Linked DNA regions of Hordeum vulgare: region 2 is linked to region 1. A link is a contact called in public Hi-C data. All regions are on one chromosome and are shown on one strand. The core of a region is the stretch at or near the end of the contact, and the rest is flanking DNA. Distances in the headings are between cores, read along the strand shown.

Evidence for each region. A called contact is a pair of places that touch in the nucleus more often than the background predicts.
Region 2: a Hi-C map of seedling shows a contact between it and region 1, with 7 times the contacts expected there. The contact joins the promoter of LOC123425962 here to the promoter of LOC123425958 in region 1. A contact is called at or near these places in 3 of 6 Hi-C or Micro-C datasets (leaf and seedling) and 1 of 1 datasets of contacts at active chromatin or transcription factors (embryo).

The regions. Positions count from the first base shown.
Region 1 is chr2H:234,763,370-234,769,912 of MorexV3_pseudomolecules_assembly, reverse strand. LOC123425958 (peptide-N(4)-(N-acetyl-beta-glucosaminyl)asparagine amidase) reads left to right here and starts at 4,284. Exons shown (of 17, transcript XM_045109736.1): 1 at 4,284-4,510; 2 at 4,601-4,768; 3 at 4,854-5,024. The coding sequence starts at 4,373.
Region 2 is chr2H:235,499,832-235,506,052 of MorexV3_pseudomolecules_assembly, reverse strand. It overlaps LOC123425962 (transmembrane E3 ubiquitin-protein ligase FLY1-like), which reads right to left and starts at 3,317. Exons shown (of 15, transcript XM_045109739.1): 1 at 2,899-3,317; 2 at 2,300-2,369; 3 at 1,399-1,526; 4 at 1,110-1,225; 5 at 237-297. The coding sequence starts at 3,051.

The sequences.
Region 1 (6,543 bases), core at 3,035-5,534:
GCACAAAAGAAGAAGCAAAGTATTTGCATGGATATACCCAAAAAGAGGACAAATTGATTTGCTAGAGTTGGATTGAGATAGTGGGAGATGTGATAAGAGGTGCCGAGCAAAAAGGTGCCATATTTTGGGGAAGGTTCATACAACTTTCCATGAGCGAAGGAAGTTTGACACCTATCAATTTGAGAGCACTCGCAACATCAACTCAATCCATAAGAGATGGGGATTCATTCAAAAAGTGTGCAACAAGTATTGTGCCGCACTTGAGAGCATCCAAGGCCGTCCCGTGAGTGGCCTTGGTATTGGTGATTTGGTATGAACCTCTTGCCTTTATATTTTTTGTCCATTTATGTCGGCATGATTTTTCATTTTCATACACGTTTGTCCTTCCCTATTACATTAGCATCGTCATCAATGATTGTGTAGGCATTTCAATCTTTGGAAGCATTCAAGGCCCGACACAAGAACACGTCGTTCACTCTTATGCATTGTTGGGTGCTCATCATAGATTGTGCTAAGTTCAAAGACCAATATGTTGCTCGTAAGAAGAAAGGAGGGAAGAAGGCTGTGGCTGACGAGGGAGACTTGCTCAAGAGACCGAGGGGCAAGACAAGCTCAAAAGCCGATGAGAGGCGTGGTGCGTCTTCATTGCCTCGCAAGGCACTTTGGAGAACATGATGAGCCAAAAGGAAGCGAGGGACGAGAGGAGGAGCAAAGGAAAGGAGGAGCAAACAAAGATATATATAGAGCTCCAAACGAATAAGCTTGCCATGGAGGAGGTCACAGAAAGGAGGAAGCTTGACATGGAGGAGGCAACAAAGAAGAGGAAGCTTCACATTGAGGAGGCCACTTAGCTTAAGAAGCTCAAGATCGATGCCACTATGGCGGACACCAAAACTAAAGAGGTGGCACTTGCTTTCATGAGCGTGGACAAGACCAACACATCACTGGAGAGGAAGGCTTGGTTCGCGAATCGGCAGAACTCATAAATGCTTAGTCGCTTGCTGCAGCCTCACCACTTAACCTTACCTCACCCATTAAGCTTTGCTAGTCTTGATACCTTTGGAAATGAGATTGCTGAGTCCCTGTGGCTCACAGATTACTACAAACACGAGTTGTAGGTACAGGCAAAGGGTTCCTTTGACGTGAGCACACTAATCGTGCTATTTGGAGTTTCTTCTTCTTCTTCATCGATCTAGGATGGGTTCCAGGCCGGCAGCCTGAGATAGCAAGGATCGCCATCGTTCTTTTATCGTTTGTTTTTGTTCGTAGTCGGACCGTGCTCTTCTTCGTGATGATTGTATGTATTGTATTGATGTGACTCTGATGTAGCTTGTGGTGAGTGTAAGCCAACTCTTTATGCTCATTTTTTCAGTACATGTACTTGTAGCGATATCCATTCTTGCGAAACGACGCGATGCGTTTCTATCCTTGTCGAGGCCCTCACGCCAAAAATAAGGATAAGACCACATCATGGGCGTTACAACCTTCCACGCCCGCTCCCGCGCCCATCGACCTCAACGCCACACTAGTGGCCGGTGGCTCGTCATACGGAGGCACGAGGAAACGCGCGTAACAGATGCCAGGCGACGTGCTGCCGGGCGCACGCAACCTGTTCAACAAAATGTTGGCTGGCGGCGGTGAGGACTACATGCATAACTTGATCTTCGATGGTGGTGCGCCGGCCGCTGGCTACGGTCCCGACGAGACATGATGACCGGGGTGGATATCAACACCGTGTCGTCAAGGAAGAGGTCATGATTCGAGAAGATGCACTCGAACATGGTCAAGTTCAACGAGGAGTGATCTATGGCCGCGAGCCTTTTTTTATGTCGGCAGGTGTGCTGGCATGACCACGGGGCCACGATGGCATGATAGTCCCACCTCTTTTTTGTGTGCTGGCATGTGTGCCGGCCGCTGGCGAGTGCGTCAACATGAACTGTGAGGTGATTGTATGCCGGCGCTCGCATGGTGCCGGCATGAGACATGGCTGCTGGCATGATCTATGGCTGCGAGCCTTTTTAAAAATTTATGTATATACATGAAATGGTTAGGCGCGTTGGACGCACTGCCGATCCAAATCTAAAACAGGACGGACGCCGGACGGGCAGCCAACCTAAACGGACAAAAACGTCGTTCATTTGGATATCTCGTTGGACTTGTTCTAACCGAAGCAAATCCAAATTCACGCGGACACGCCCCATTCCTACCCTCATAGTCTGAGTTGGAGTTGGCCTAATAAGGGCCTGTTTGGAACTACTCCACTTCAAAAAAATCAGCTTCACTCCACCAACTTCACTTTGGAGCAGTTCCACCGAGGAGTTGTAGCTCCACCTTAAAGCAGTTTTATACTGTTTGGCTTTCAGCTAGCTCCAACTTTAAAAACAGAAGTATTTGATGTGAATAGTCTATTCTCCCTCTATTTTTTATGCATGATGTTTTGACGGCCCAACATTTATGCGCCTTTAGAATTTCTTTTAGAAGTCTTGTAATTCAAAACATACAATATTTGAAGTGAACTCATGTACTCGTGGTTTGAGTGTTGTACGCACGAACATGTCGTTCAATTAAATATGGGGACTGATCTGCGCCGGCGCACCGGCCCAAACTTTCGGCCGGCCGCGCGCGAGCCGCAGGATCCACCAACCCTGCGTCGTCCGTACCGTTGGATCCGCGTGCAATATTTTTTCCCCTATGCAGTAAAATTTCGATGCGATGCAACAATTTTTTCAACGGTTGCAACAAAAAACAAAATTTGTAGCAAAAAAATATCTACGTGATCGTAGCAAAAAAACGAAGATGATGGTACGTGGTAGCAAAAGTCAAACACCGGTTGTAACAAATATTTACGTGACGTGTATGCAACTTTTTTAGTGAACGGTTGCAGCAAAACATGATGCCGGTTGTAGCAAAAATTAACACAGTTGTAGCAAAAAGTAAAAACATCGATTGTAACGAAAAATCCGACGAACTGGAGTTGCAACCAAACATATATGCAGCTTTTTTACTAAGACAAAAAATAGTAAAAAACGCTTGCAGCAAAAATGATGCTGATTGCAACATATTTAGACGAAAAAATGTTGCATCCATTGACGAGAGAAGCGCGCGGGTGGAAAAAATGTTGCAAGCGCCCCCGCGCGCGAGGGGCCGACCGGCGCGCGGGTAGGAAACGGTCCCCATTAAAGGCCTCTTTGATTCGTAGGATTCTCAAAATGCAGGAATAGGAAAAACATAGGAATAGAGTGGCATGTCCTTTTCTATACTACAGGGTTTGGAAGTGTGTTTGATAGCACAAGAAAAACAAAGAAATTCTACAAAGAGGTTTGAGTGGATGAAATTTTTTCTCCAAAATGTAGTACAAATGAATCCTATGAAAAAATTCCAAAGGATTTCAATCCTACGAATCAAACGACCATCGTAGGAAAAAATCCTAAAGATCCAAATCCTTCAAAAATCCAATAAAATTCCTTTGTATCAAAGGAGCCCTAAATCTATACCTAATAATAAAGAGGCTATTGCTTCCGTCGGAAAACCAACGCGGCATTTTTATAAAAAAGCCCCTATAATTTTTATTATTCAACCCGCGCTCCATCATTATTTTATAATAAATCAAAATGATTATAAACAGATTAAAAGGATGTGGTATTTTTTCTCCCGTTGCAACGCACGGGGCCTTTTTGCTAGTCTTTACCTAATAATAAAGAGGCTATTGCTTCCGTCGAAAAACCCACCGAGGTGATTTTACAAAAAAGCCCTTACTGTTTATGACATTAACCTCGTGGTATATATTAAATATTTTTTTAAATACTCATATCTTTTAAACCGTAACTCCAAATTTAACATATTATACATGGAATTTGATTAGAAAAATATGTAGAATTTAAATATGATATTATTTTATCTGTTAAATGTTTAATAAAAATACTATCTAGGGTGCAATCTTAATAAATAAGTCATTATTCGTCTTTCTTTCATACCGGTACTCATCCAGGTTGGGAATGAACACGTCAACAAAATCAGGATTAGAGATGAAACTGAAGGTCACTTGACTGATTCTTTGTACGTATTAAATCTACATGCAAGCCATGTTAAAATAAAAGACCTGTGAAATTTTGAACTCCATTTTTGTAGGATAAGACCATCTTTATTTGTATCGTAACTATAAATTCTCAAATTATAGACATTTTTTATAAATTAAGAGTATGTGCCGTGTGGTATTTCTTTCTCCCGTTGCAACGCATGGGTCCTTTTGCTAGTATATGTAAAATGATGTGAACCCTGATGCGCTGCTTCAGTCACTACCTTTCGTCTCACCTGTCACGCAACCCCCTGAGGCCCTGGACTACGTCGCGACGTGGTCCACAGAGATAACGCTATGGTGGCTCGCAGGTTCGTAGTCCGGCAGGCCTCCGCCGGCGAGGAGCACGAGGTCGAGTACGACACGGACGACGGACTCGACGTCCTGCGCTTTCAGATCTTCTCGCTCACCTCCGTCCCACCCGACCTCCAGAAGGTTCGATCCCCGCCCCGACGACACACACCCGGCGTTCATCCGGGGTGCTTTCGGTCTGCTGTTCACTGATCCGATGTGATGCCCGTGCAGATCGTAGTGGAAGCGGATGGCTCCGTGGTCGACGACGGCACAGGCCTCGAGTCAATTCCCGATGGCCTGTGCCTCGTGTCTATTGACGAGGGGGAGGACGCGGACGCGGCTTCGGCTTCGGCGACGGCGCAGGAGAAGTCCGACGAGGAACTGAAGAGGTTGATTGAGGTGCAGTTTTCCAGACCACACACACCCCGCGATCAGATGGTGCTTTAGCTCCGCTGTACTCTGATCCGGTGTGGTGCCCGTGCAGATCGAGGTGGAGGCGGATGGCTCCGTGGTCGACGACGTCACCGACCTCAAGTCTATTTCCGAAGTCACCCGCCTCGTACCCATCGGCGAGGGGGATGACGTGGACGCAGCGGCGGCTGCAGCTATGAGGGCGCAGGAGAAGTCCGACGAGGAGCTCACGAGGATGATTCAGGTGCGGTTTTTATGACATCCCAGGCTGTATCGGATGGTCTAATGCGGTATGGAATTGGTCCAGGAGTTGCTCCTGGTTAGTGTGCAGATTGATCTGGTAATCTAGTTCACGCGGTGGCTTTGGAGTTTGGGGTAGGACTAGGGTGAAACATGGGCACTGCATTTTACTGCATTGCAGTTTGGATGGTATCGACAGGTCTTGTACTGTTTACATCTGTTTGAGATCACTTCTGTTTGATTGGGCAGTGAAAAGGGCAAGAGTTATGCTTGATTTTCATGAAGTCTACATGCATCTGTTCAAACTTGCATAAATGTAGTTTGAGGGCAGCAAACAGTTGCATCCCTTGTTTAAATACTTGAGTACTTCACCTAGGGGAAAAGGGAGAGAAGGAAGTCCAAATATTGACCCCCTTTTGAACATAGGAATAGGATATCATGAGTCATGACATGCTAAATCATACAGGAATTGGAAACACTGGAATTGGTAATAGAAGTTGTTTGATTGCTCCACTGGATAAACGGACGAGGCTTGCCTGCTCCCACAGCGTGCTCCAATCCGTGCTCCCGACTCGTTCATTTACCATCGAACGGCCGAATCATTTTTCCTCCCTTATGCAATTTGTCCATAAAAATGATAGGCAAACAATAGTTGCGTATTTTGGTCTCCCTCCCGTACTTATACAACTGTAATAACGAAGCGTCAAAACCCATGGCCGGAGATCCTCGTAAGCTCGTTGAGCTATTGCACACACGGGGCTCCAAGTCCCTACAATGCTCGCCCTTCACGTCATTCGTGCGGCACCACGAAGGAGTGCGTGGCGTGTCGGCGGCAAGCGCTCGCTGGACGGCCGCACATAGGCTCGCTGCTCGTCCGTACTTTATGGCCATCTTTTTGCTGGGTACCGACCGACCTCCTCGTCGCACAACTCACCTTACGCGTCCCAGCGGCGAAGGAAAGAGGCGCCCTGGCGGGATTGATCTGATCGTCTTCCTCGCCGTGTCGGTGACGTTGGCGCTGGGCATGTCCACCGTCCAGGTGGTTCAAGCTTATGGTGTGCAAAAACCCCGGCATGGTGAGACACGAATTGGTCGAGATTGATATGCCGCCAGTCGCAGCCGCCCGCTACCATGGGCAACCCAAAGTCGATCGCCAATACTTAGACGACATGAAGCTGTGGTGCGACGACATGTTGTTACTGTTCTTCATCCTCCTGGCCATGCGACCGTACGTGTATGAATGTCACAATGTGGTCATGCTGGAGATCACGCTTCATCCGCTGCTGGCCGCGTGCGAGAGAAGATGTCATACATATTACGGGGATTATTTGCATTTTTTCTCTCTGGGAAAAGGGCACGGGGAGGAAAAATTGATACGGCCGTTGGATGGTAAATGAGCAAGTCAGGAGCACGGATCGGAGCATGCTGTGGGAGCAGGAAAGCCTCGTCCACATTAATCTTCTACATAGACTGAGTGATGCCATAGTTAGGACAGAAAGGAAATTTTCCAAGAGGGCTACCCT
Region 2 (6,221 bases), core at 2,068-4,567, 740 kb before region 1:
GGAAGTTTGAATATATAGCAAATCATGTTCATTAAGTTTAAAGGGGGCCTTATTACTGTTGTTATCAGGCAAGATTACTTCATGATAATGTTAATAACTTTCAAGAGGGCTCTGTTCTATTTTTATATGAAGGTAAATGGTATAGCACTACATTGGCATCAAAAGACAGCTGAGTGGGACACAGGATTGTGGAATGCAGTAATCCCCTACAAAACAAGGAAAATTCGTCTGCTTACCAGATGGTATGGATTTGACAAGAAGTAATCCTCTTCTTGAAGTGGTTCACCATCTGCGCCGCTAAAAAGAATCAATACAACTCTGTTAGATAGTATGGGAATAAGATGATCTACAAACTACCTACACATATGAGAATGTTCGCATATGCCACAACATAATCTATAATACTCCAATAATAAAATGCCTTCAACAATGAAACATCACCCTCCCTTGTTGTAAATAAAGAGCCCCTAGACTGCAGTACTTAATTACAAGCATTCAGTTATGCAACATAGCACACAAAAAAGAGGATCTGACGGATAACCTGGTGATCATTAACTCACAGTAGTCGAGGTAATTAAGCTTGCATACCGTAACCAACTGATCATGTGTTTCTAGTTGCACATATTGACATGAATATATGTATGTACATAAGTATCATGGGTGTCACTGAACTTGATATATGTACACGAAGAATCATGATGTGTGAAATTGTTACAGAGCATACGACGAGCACTAGCCAATGAGCCAGGAGACATGGAACATGGAAAAAAAGTCTGTGAGGTCCGTACTTGCTAGCTAAGGGTGGTTATTGACTGTTAACCAAGGTTTACATTCAGGAAACAGGCAAATGTCCTTACTGGGCAGAGTAGAATAAATATGTATTTTTTGCTGTTGTGCAATTTTTATTATTAGAGTCTGATGCACTCGAATAATTCCACTGTTTAAGGTAGATGCAATTAGTAGCACATACTATAATACCAAGGTAGGAGAACCAAAGGTCAAACAAAGTCTGTGATAGCTCTCACAAAAGGAAAACAAGGCATCTTGGCTCTCACAAAAAAAAAGCCTCTCAGTTATGAAAAAAAAATACAATAAAGTTGAACATGTACCTGTTTGCCACCAAACGAAGTTGTCTAAAAGGCCATATATACACACCTTCTAACCTTATTTGAGCAACCCCACGATCATGAGATTTGTCAATAACATCATGGAATGTTATTGTTCCCTGTCAACAATAGTTAACACATCAAGGTAAGGAAAATGACCAGCAGAGCATGCATAGGAAAGAGGTCAACATCACAATAATGTCCATGATTACAGTTAAATATGACCCATCATACACAAAAACACATTATTTTCACGTGGTAACATAAGGCATAAGAAAGGATCTTGCTTTACCTGAACATAGTGTACCCCGCTTATCTTTGTTGACGTACTCAGTAATTCTAAAACCGAGTCACCTTTAGATGTCACAAATTCAAGAAACCTGGAAGAGCCATTTGTGGCCCCAGCAAAGCTCCAACTTCCTGAACCATGATATGATGGCATTAGTACATAAACCAGACAATTAGGTAAGTAGTAGCATCCTCAACATAATAACAAAACAAATGATGGTAATGATAAATGAAAAAGGTGTGATGTGAGCATTTAATTGAGGTTACTAAAACAAAACTATGAATGTGGTATGGAGGGAAATACAATCTACCACTATCCTTTATCTGTTGCGGCAGTTAACCAATGAGGACATGTAAGTATGTCATAATTCAACATCAGTAGTAAACAAACCAACTGCAGTGAGGATATGAGTCATATGACAGCACCAAGTTGTATGATGCGGCTCGAAGAAACAAGCTTACTTTTAGCATCAAAAGAAAAAATCCAATAGCACTGACCGTGTAAATTTTTGCACAAAATACTTAAGAAATCAAGTGCAATCCTCACAACATTTGCCTACAGCCACACATTGTACATAGGATATTAATAACTCAAGACCTTAAGGCCGCTACACATCTCCTAATGTAATTGTGCAGTGGACCAGTGGCAACACAAAGACAAGCTAACACCATAGCTTGCTGGGATACAAAACTCAGACAAACCAATAGGTAGGTCAAATAACCTAGTGCATAGCTATTATCAGATAAGAGTTACTCCCTCCGTTCACAAATATAAGATGTTCTAACTTTTTTGTGAATCAGATGTATATAGACACGTCTTAGTGTGTTTGTTCACTCATTTCAGTCCGTATGTAGTCCACATTCAAATATCAAAAACATCTTATATTTGTGAACAGAGAGAGTACCTTTATATATTCCTGTAATATTCCATGAATATGGGCTCATGTCATTATCATCCCTCTTGTAGAATGCATGCTGCATAAACACCGCGATGATGAGCATTAAGGTCAGTTCCATACATAAAACCGCAATTCATAGTTCTAGATATATGGATGTTGGTAAACCCTAACATCGTAAAATGAAGAAGTCGCTATTATTTTGCTTGCTGTATCAGTATTTGCTACTGTCCGGCGAAATGGAGCATCAAGACCGCAGTGTAAGCCATGCATGCCAGACTTTAACTCCCACCATTACTTGGTGAAAATGTATAGTCAATAGAACATGCAGGCATCCAATTAAAATGACTATCTGGAGTGAAAAGGTCTAGTTAGAATCCGAAATAAAAGCAAGTGTTGCTGTTGCACGATTATTAAGTTCAATATAAGCACGAGTATAACGCAGCACAAAAATTTACACCAACGGACACAAAATTAAGCCCAAGACAAATACGGTTGCCCATTTTGTCTTTCCAATTTGATCTACCGGAAGGGCCAAATTAGCATAAAACCCTTGACTAAAGAAAATGGGGGAAACTTGCAGGTCTAACAATCAAAGAGCGCCTGACCTCATCGGCCCACGATCCGGAGGAGGCCGCGGCTCCGGCGGACGCGACGCGCTCCCTGAGAGGCCGCAGCGACGCGGCCAGCGGAGGGAGGGCGAGGCCGAGCACAAAGAGGCCCGCCACAGCGGCCCTCAGCACACCGGCAGAGCGCCTCATCTTCTGATCGTTGAGCGCAGCCTCACGATTCGGCGGCCACCATGAAGGGAGCGGGGGCAGCAGGAAGCCGACAGAGCAACCGCTGCGGGAGGGACGCCCGCTGGTGGGGTTGGTACGGTGGGGTTCGCGTGGGGCGCTAAACCTACGAGACGAAGGGAATGGAAGGGGAAGGAGACGAAAGGAGTCAAACGGGCGGGGCGTAGGAGATGACGTCGAAAGGCGAGGCGAGGCGAGGCGACGGCGACTTTTGTTTCGGCGGACACCAAGCAAAGCTTTTGCTGGTGGGGGTGGGGAATGGATTCGCTGCCGTGTGGGGGTGGGGAATGGATTCGCTGCCGTGTGGGGGTGGGGTGGGCTGGGGGTGGTTGGCTGTGTGGCGGGCAACTGGTCAGTCCGTCTCAACCCCAGGGGCCTGGCCTGCTTTTTTTTTTTTAAGTTAGCACGAGATGCTAAGATTCCATTCAGAAAAAATACGCCAACGACAAAAACTGTTCGGTTTATTAAAGGAAAATCAGATGAAAATCTGTACAACAGACAACCCCACCTAGCTCTACTAGGCTAACCGATATGAAGATGTCGGGCAAACTAAACATGATAGACTAAAGCACACCGTAGCCCCGTTACAGAGTCATTGTATATCACCCGTCGCACACACGACCCGACGACTTCGACTTTGCTGAAACAAAACAGACAGCGCCATCATCGAAAATGTTCGCCACAAGTGTGTTCATCAACCTCACCGACTTTGAAGAGAGAAGACATTCCGAAGAGAGGCGAAGATGTGCCGCTCCGACCCCGAAAGGAGGACAAACACGACTTGTTCGAGGATCCCCGCAAGCCATCGAGCTTCTGCTACCACCACCACCGTGCAACGGCAAGCCACGAACGGACGCGACAACGCATACTCCACCACCATCACCAACCGGGTGCATCGACCAAGAACCTCTCCAAAACAATGCTTCCAACAAAGTAAGGATGCCAAGGCCGCCCCATTGCCAATCTGACGAGGCAGATTTAGGTTTCCACCCGAAGAATGGATCCCAAATGGCAAAAGGGTGACAAATCTCCTTGGTGATGCCTTCAAGAAGGAAAACAACATCCACGGATGTTGCCATCACCTGCATCGAGCAAGACTTTCGTCCGGAGGATCTGCACCCAACGCCGCACCACCACCATCAGACCACACGCCGCTCCACTCTAGCACATCGTGCACGGTCACCTCAGGCCACCCCAAAGGCGACCCATGCACCCAACGCAGCCAGGACGCGGCCAGATCTGGCCCGCCCACCTGCTCGCAGCCGTCGCTGCCTCCCCACCCGAGGCCAGGCAACGCCCCCGCCTAGGATATGCCCCATGCGGCTGGCCCGACGAGGAGCCCCCGTTGGAGCCACCAAAGCCCTCCATCAGCCCGGAGCGGGCCAGATCTGACAATCCCACAAGCGACCTCCGTCGCACGCCCGCGCCCACGGAACGAGCCGCGTCTGCAACCTCCACGGTCCACCGACGGCCACCTTCACCGCTCCTCGTAGCAGAACCAGCCCGAGACCCGACAATCGACCGACGACCGAGGATTTGCTTCTTGGAGCCGCCGCGGGCCAAAAGAAATGCCCCGTCGCCGCCATCCCCGGAGCCGGTCGGGCTTCGTCGGAGAGCCCCTCAGGCGATGCGAGGAGAGGAGGGAAGGGGAGGCTAGATGGCGGCGGATCTGGGATTTCTCCCCCCGGGTCGCCAGAGGAGGGCGACACGGGGCGTGAACTACTTTGTATCTTTTGGCATCGATATTATGAACATGTGTAGCACTACGATCGAGATTCAATAAACCATTGAAGGTATTTATTCAAGCAAATAGAATAAGCATTATTCTCTTTAAATGAATAATCGTACTGCAATAAACACGGTCCAATCACGTTCATGCTCAACGCAAACACCAAATAACAATTATTTAGGTTTAACACCAATCCCGATGGTAGAGGGAGCGTGCGATGTTTGATCACATCAACCTTGGAAATACTTCCAACACACATCGTCACCTCACCCTTGCTAGTACCCATTTAATCCGTAGCTATAATTTCGAGTTACTAACACTTAGCAACTGAACCGGTATCTAATACCCTGGTGCTACTAGGAGTACTAGTAAGGTACACATCAATATCAGGTATATCCAATATACTTTTGTCAACTTTGCCAGCCTTCTCATCTACCAAGTATCTAGGGTAGTTCTGCCTCAGTGACCGTTCCCCTCATAACAGAAGCACTTAGTCTCGGGTTTGGGTTCAACCTTGGGTTTCTTCACTAGAGCAACAACTGGTTTGCCGTTTCATGAAGTATTCCTTCTTGCCCTTGCCCTTCTTGAAACTAGTGGTTTTACTAACCATCAACAATTGATGCCCCTGTTTGATTTCTACTTTCGCGGTGTCAAACATTGCGAATAGCTCAAGGATCATCATATGTATCCTTGACATGTTATAGTTCATCACGAAGCTCTAGTAGCTTGGTGGCAGTGACTTTGAAGAACCATCACTATCTCATATGGAAGATTAACTCCCACTCAATTCAAGCGATTGTAGCACTCAGACAATCTGAGCACATGCCTAACGATTGAGCTTTTCTCCCTTACTTTGTAGACAAAGAATCTTGTCGAAGGTCTCATACCTCTCAACAAGGGCACGAGCATGAAATCCCAATTTCATCTCTTGGAACATCTCATATGTTCCGTGACGTCCAAAACGTCTTTGGTGCCTCAATTCTAAGTCGTTAAGCATTACACACCTAACTATCACGTAGTTATCAAAAACGTGTATGTCAGATGTTCGCAACATCCACACACGACGCTCGAGGTTCAGCACACCGAGCGATGCATTAAGGACATAAGCCTTCTGCGCAGCAATGAGGACAATCCTCAGTTTACGAACCCAGTCCGCATAATTGCTACTATCATCTTTCAACTAAGTTTTCTCTAGGAACATATAAAAATTAGTAGAGCTACACCGCAAGCTACAACATTATTTGCAAATACCTTTTGACTATGTTCATGATAATTAAGTTTAGCTAATCATATTACTAATAACTCCCACTCAAAATAGGCATCCCTCTAGTCGTTCGAGTGGCGCATGATCCAAATCCACTAATTCAAGTCCGATCATCACGTGAGTTGAGTATAGTTTCGGTGG